Linked DNA regions of Rattus norvegicus: region 2 is linked to region 1. The links are chromatin contacts, called in public Hi-C maps. All regions are on one chromosome and are shown on one strand. The core of a region is the stretch at or near the end of the contact, and the rest is flanking DNA. Distances in the headings are between cores, read along the strand shown.

The links. A called contact is a pair of places that touch in the nucleus more often than the background predicts.
Region 2: a Hi-C map of liver shows a contact between it and region 1, with 1.8 times the contacts expected there. The contact joins the enhancer-like site here to the promoter of Scarb1 in region 1. A contact is called at or near these places in 3 of 12 Hi-C or Micro-C datasets (hepatocytes, kidney and liver).

The regions. Positions count from the first base shown.
Region 1 is chr12:36,955,791-36,959,047 of GRCr8, forward strand. Scarb1 (scavenger receptor class B, member 1) reads left to right here and starts at 1,706. Exons shown (of 13, transcript NM_031541.2): 1 at 1,706-2,033. The coding sequence starts at 1,908.
Region 2 is chr12:37,002,866-37,006,122 of GRCr8, forward strand. It overlaps Scarb1 (scavenger receptor class B, member 1), which reads left to right. Exons shown (of 13, transcript NM_031541.2): 6 at 1,549-1,664. Among named protein-coding and RNA genes, the nearest start is that of Scarb1, 47 kb to the left of the region's middle. Within about 2 kb of position 1,791, at least 2 of the 93 cell types and tissues checked have an H3K27ac peak or open chromatin away from gene starts, as enhancers often do. A contact at or near this core is called in hepatocytes and liver, where this site is marked.

The DNA of each region.
Region 1 (3,257 bases), core at 456-2,955:
TTTGAACCTGGAAGGTGCAGGTGTAACACAGTTGTGGTTCTAAGGTCCCACCCACCTCTGCTCCTTGGACCACTGAACCCCTAGCCTCCTTTCTGTGTCTGTGTGTGTACACATGTTTGTGTGGGTGTACCAGAATGTGCTGTTCGAGACAGAATATACCTACTGGGTACCGGGTCTCACTGGTCAGAGAAGTCTGGCTGGCCATCCGGCTAGAGCTTGTTTTTGTCTTAGACTTACTTGTTTTATGTATGCAATTGTCTTTCCTGCATGTATGTCTGTGCACCAGGTCAGAGGAGGGCATCGGATCCCCTGGAACTTAAGTTCCATCCATTAAGGATGTTGTGTACTGTTGTGCGGGTGCTGGGAATTGAACCCAGGTCTTCTGCAAGAGCAGCCAGTGCTCTTAACCACTGAACCATGTCTATCGATGTGTATTTCATCATATAAGTACACTATAGTTGTCTTCAGACACCAGAAGAGGGCATCAGATCTCATTACAGATGGTCGTGAGCCACCATGTGGTTGGTAGGATTTGAACTCAGGACCTCTGGAAGAACAGTCAGTGCTCTTAACTGCTGAGCCATCTCTCCAGTCCTCCAGCTTACTCTTGTGTGTCTGGTGGAATCTGTCAGGGCTGGAAAGATGACTTGGCTGTTTCTGCAGAACTTACTAGGTGTTGAGTAAATCCTGACTCTGGGTCATGTTGCTGAAGGTGGTTCCCAAGAGGAGACCTTCTGGGTTTTAACGGGAGCTAGGACTCAGTTTTGACAGGTGTGGGGCTGGGTTTTCTCAGCTGCATATCTATCCTTTGTGTCCTGAGTGGGAAGCAGGCCGCCTTGCCCTCACTGAGGAAGTTACCCTATGTCTCTGTTTTTTGGCTGTAACAGGGAGTGCTTAGAGTTAAAGGCTCTGGCTGTGGGCTGGGAATGAACTAACTGGGCACTGGGCAGGGCAGGGCAGGGCAAGACAGAGTCCCCACCACCCTGCAGGTATCCTGAGTGGGGCTTAAGGCCAAAGAACGCAGAACTGAGTTCAGCTGAGCTGGTGGCTCTGGGTGATAAGGAAGAGTCAGCAGGGAGCATAGTGGCCCGGCATCCTGATAAGCCCCTCAAACACCTTCCTGGATGGAATCAGGGGCCCAGCGTGTGTCTGGGGCCTGGAGTTTTGAGTGGAGGGTGTGCTTAAGGCCTCGAGGGACACGGAATTCTGAGCAAAGGGTGTGCGAAGGTCCTGGGAGACACGGAATTCCGAGGGGACAGTGCATCAAGGCCGCGAGGGACACAGAATGGAGAATGTGCAAAAGCCCAAAGGGATACGGAGTTCCGAGTGCAGGGAATGCAAAAGGTCCCGAGGGATACGGAATTGAGTGGAGGGTGTGCATGGCCCGGAGGCTGGCCCTGGCGACTGCAATTGATGCAGGGGAGCGGGAGGCATTGGCAGGAGTCGGAAGAGAGAAGAGGTGGCAGGAGCGGGGTGTAGCGGATGCAGACGGTGCCAGGGACTTCTGCCCTCTGTGGTGAGCGCATCGGTTCCCACCTAGGCCAGCGACAAGAGCAGGAAGCGTGGGGGAAACACACAGCGGATATACAGACCCTGCAAGAGCTTGGAAAGCCCAGCACTTCGGAGGGGCGGCTCCCGACATAGGCCACGCCCACGCCTCACCATCAGAGCACCGCCCACTCCCCGCCTTTTCCCACCCCTAGCCGGAATCCCGCGCCGAACACGGGGGCGGGCTGCCCGGGCCATGGCGCATAAAACCTCTGGCCACCTGCAGGGCTACTGCTGCTCTGGCCACTGTCAGGCACACACCTTGCTGCTCGGTTTCTGTCATCTCTGTGGCCTCCGTCGCCTCTGTCGCCGTCCCCTTCAGGTCCTGAGCCCAGCGACTCTCGGCCGCGCACGCGGACATGGGCGTCAGCTCCAGGGCACGCTGGGTGGCCTTGGGGCTGGGCGTTCTAGGGCTGCTGTGTGCTGCGCTCGGCGTTATCATGATTCTCATGGTGCCCTCGCTCATCAAGCAGCAGGTGCTCAAGGTGAGTGAAGGGTCCTGGGGTGAGGAGGATCGGGACGCAGGATGGGACGGTGGTGCTACCTTCTCACCACCTGAGAGGCCCAGGCTCACCCCAGAGCCTTGGAGGTCTGAGTCACTAGCGTCCCAGGGGCCTGATCCTCACTGAAGCAGAAGTGTGGCCTGGCCCTTCAGCACACACCGACTGGTGACTGGACCTAGTAACCTCAAGAGCTGTGCTAAACCCCAGTACATCTGTGAGGCTTCTAAGGGCGCCCAGTTCTCTGGGTGCTCTGCCTGTTTCCTCCCGCCTAGATGCCCCAAAGATGCCCTGGGTCGCCCCCACACTGCCAGCCAATCTCGAGAGTTAAGCAGCTTTCTGCTCCCACGCACTGGCAGAGGCAGACACTACTCGGGTCTGCCGAGGGCAGGCAGCCGGGCCTCTCCCTTGATCTCAGCCCTAGGCCCTGTTTTGCCCTTTCAACCGGGGACCGATATTAGGCGGGCGGTGCCGGTCCAGCTACAGACTCTGCCCTGGGATCCGGTGTCCTCCGAATGAGCCCAGAGCTCATTAAGTAAGTCCTGGAGATTACCGAGTAAAAAAATCTCCAGTGTTTTTTCTGACATGCTGAGTTCCCACGGAAGGGGAAACGGAGGCTGGCCTTCAGGGAACAACCAGTTCGAACTGGACCTGGGATCCCCAAGAAGCTGTTGTCACAGGATTGACTGACATCTCACCTCTTAGCGGGTTTGTTTACTGGGAGTTTAAGAATGGCTTCATGTACTGTGTCCCATTGCCCGCTGAAAGGAGGGAATGAATGAGGGATACTCCCTCTTTGGCTGGCCGCCACCTCCCAGGTCCTGGCTGGTCTTCCGGATGGAGCCACAGGTGGCTTTCCTGGAGTTGTGATGGGCATTTCTAAGTCCTCTTGGCCACACTGACATATCTATTGCTTTGGATTTTCAACTCCTGTACGTGAAGATTATAGTTGCCAAGAAGTTCCAGCGTCCCAGGAGTTATGGTGTCTTGGGTGGAGGGAAGATCATTCTTGTTGGAGCATCCGAACTGCTCTGGGCCTTTCTGTTAGGGCCAGCAAAGTAGCGGTGACAGCATCATCTCAGTAGGAGCCCTTGGTTTCAGTCAGGACCTGGCCATGTGTACCCGTCACGTGTACTGGGCTTCCTGCTCAGCCAGCCTGTAGTGGGTAGAGTGAGCAGGTGTCCCCTGTTCTCCTGTTTGGGGGTGAGG
Region 2 (3,257 bases), core at 541-3,040, 47 kb after region 1:
CTGTCGGGAACTCTTTACTCTTCTGTTCCTGAGTTTTTATTTATAAGGCAGACAGGAAGACAGTCCCATAAAGATAAGACAATAAGGCCCAGCACCGTGCCTGGGCCCACCCGGAAACCCCCAACGATGCTTATAGAACCCAGTTTCCTGGCCACTTACCCACCACCACGCCTCTGTGTGCCCAGAGGAACATGTTTTCCTTCCTTTTTCGAATACACAAAAATCCTGTCATGTGCTGTTTTGCAGCTGGCTTTTCTCCTTGGGGCGTCTTTATGTGTAATGTGGTTTTGTTCTGTTGTGTTGCCCAGAGGCCCAGGTAGTGAAGATGGAGCTCAGGCCTTGTGAATCCTTGACAAGGGCACCACCGCTGAGCTACACTTATGCCCCTCGCTGGGGGATTCTAGGCAGGGGCTCTACCGCCGAGCCACACCCCAGCCCCTCACTGGGGCAAGTTTTCCCTGCTGATCTCACTGTCTCTACTCTTTTTCTTCTCAGTTTCTTTTATTCTGAAATAAAGTCTCAGTGTGTACCCCAGGCTAGCTTCAAACTTTCAATTCTCCTGTCTCAGTTCCCTTGCATCATAGCTGTGTGTGACCACACCCAGCCCACAGTCATTCTTTTTTTTTTTCTTTTTTTCTCCCCCCCCCCCCCCCAGCTGGGGACTGAACCCAGGGCCTTGCGCTGCCTAGGCAATCGCTCTACCACTGAGCTAAATCCCCAACCCCGCCCACGGCCATTCTTAGTGGGTGCTATTGATATTAATCCAGCCCTTATTCTGTAGACATTGGTGTTTTGCACACATTTCTGTGTGAGGGCCTTGGAGCCTCTGGAACTGGAATCACAGACAGTTGCTAGCTGCCGTGTGGGTGCTGGGCATTGAACCTGGGTCCTCTGGAAGAACAGCCGGTGCTCTTGGTGCTCTTAACCACTGAGCCATCTCTCCAGCCCCTCATCAGCTCCTTTCGAATATGAGAAGCCCGATTGAAAGATCTCTTACAGCAAAGGACAGTGGGAAGTGCATCATTTAGTTTCGTGTTTGAGGCAGGGTCTCACTGGAACTCACTGTAGAGACCAAGTTAGCCTCAAACTCATCACAAGGGGTCCACCTATCTTTGCCTCCCAAGCGCTGGAATTTAGGGCATGTGCTACCATAGCTGGCCCGAGAATTGGTTTTGAGTCCCGGTCTCCCTGGCTAGAGGCGGGTACTCTGATGGATCCCAGTTTCCAGGTCTTCAGCCCTTCCTGCTATCAGCTTAATAGCTCTCCTGGCATCTCCCAGCTTTCCTCATTCGTGGGAGTGTGTATGTTGACTTCTAATGGGGCAGGAAACAGGACAATGTGGGCAGTGGACCCATTGTACAGATGGCTTAACTGAGTCCCCAGCAATACCGTACGTTCTGGCCCCACTGTGGGGAGCAGGAAGCTGGGCTGGATGCTCCATCTACACAGCCTGCTCACAGGTTTGGGTATGACAGTGTTTGCACCAGAACACGTATTGGGTGCAAGCTGTGGCTGTCCCTCAAGGCTATGTCTTATCCTGTCCTTCAGGTCAACTATTGGCATTCGGAACAGTGCAACATGATCAATGGTACTGCCGGGCAGATGTGGGCACCATTCATGACACCCGAATCCTCACTGGAATTCTTCAGCCCAGAAGCCTGCAGGTAACCCTCGTATAGGGATCCCCTGCCTCCGAACAGGGAAATCTGCTTCTGAGATAGTTCAGGGTCTACTCAGGTAGCTCCTGGGGAGTGTACTCAAAGGTCTGGCCCTCTGTGTACTATGACTCAGCGGTTTTTCTTGTCACTGTGACAGAATACCTGAGAGAGGTGACTTAGGAGGTCACTGGGGGACTCAGTCACGGTGGCAGTGATGATGGTTGATGGTAGAAAAGGGTCACTCAAGGTCTTGTAGCTTGGGCTCTACCATCCCAGGGTCCCAACTGTGGCCTGGGAAGACATGGTGGGTCTTCAGAGACCCATTCCCAAGTGGTGTTCCAATCTGGCCACACTGGTGATGACCTTGGCCTGGGGACTCGCCAAGCTGATCTTTGAGCCCTCTGCCTCTCTAGCTAACACAGACAGTCATGCTTCGTGCCAGGTGTCAACACAGCCATGATGGGGTGGGCAAAGTCTGCGTGATTTGGTGACTGTGTCTCATTGGGGACTTTCAAAAGCATAACTTTTGATTCTTTTTTTCTTTTCTTTTTTTTCTTTCTTTCTTTTTTTTTTTTTTAACATTTTATTACTGGTTTTTAATTATGTGTATCAGTGTGACTGTGTGCACATGAGTGCAGATTCCTGAGGAGGCCAGCAGAGGGTGTCAGATTACCCGGAGCTGTGTAACAGGTGGCTGTGAGCTGCCCTATGTGGATGCTGGGAATCGAACACTGAACCACCTCTCCAGCCCATTCATTCATTCATTCATTCATTGATTCAGTTATTTAATTGCTTATTCGGGTGTGTGTGTGTGTGTGTGTGTATGTGTGTGTGTGTGTGTGTGTGTGTGTGTGTGTGCACACGCACGCGCTGATAATCAAACCCAGGGCCTCACAACCACTAAGTTTAAATGGTCGGATACTGAGTCATGCCCCAGTCCCTAAACAGGATTTCAGACTTAGAGAAAACATCTTCAGCCCTGCCAAACCAGTGGCCTCTGTCGGTGGCACAGGTGACTGAGATGGCTCGGGGCTGGGGAGATGATGGCTCAATCAGTAAAGTGCACACCAGTCAAGCAAAAGGACCTGAGTTCAGCCCCAGAACCCACGTAGCTGTGTATGCCTCAAAACCCAGCTCTGGAAAAGTGGAGAATCCCTAGAGCTGGAAAGTCATCCAGCCCGGCAGAATCCTGTGAGAGCAGGATGCAGGCCAGGTGCCCCGTTCCTTCAGTCCTTCAGGGAGTGTTCTCCAAAAGCAAAGGCCTCTTCTGACACAGTCACAATGATCAAAATCAGGGAATTTAACTTCGACCTAAGAAGCGCCTCTGAGCAGATGCTTCTGCATAAAATAGAAAAGAAATGGTGCTTATAATTTCAGATTATGGTCCATCCTTGTGGCTGGGGTTGGGGATCAAAGCAGGACTCCAGGCAGCTAGTCAAGGCACTTACGAGAGCAGAGAGTCAAACTGAATGCACTCACGCCTACAACTCAGATGGCTGTCTCCATTCTTAAATAGTCCATGACCCAAACCTAGGGAATGGTGCCACCCACAGTGGGCTGGATCCTCCCATGTCAATTAAGGGAATCCAGACAATTCCA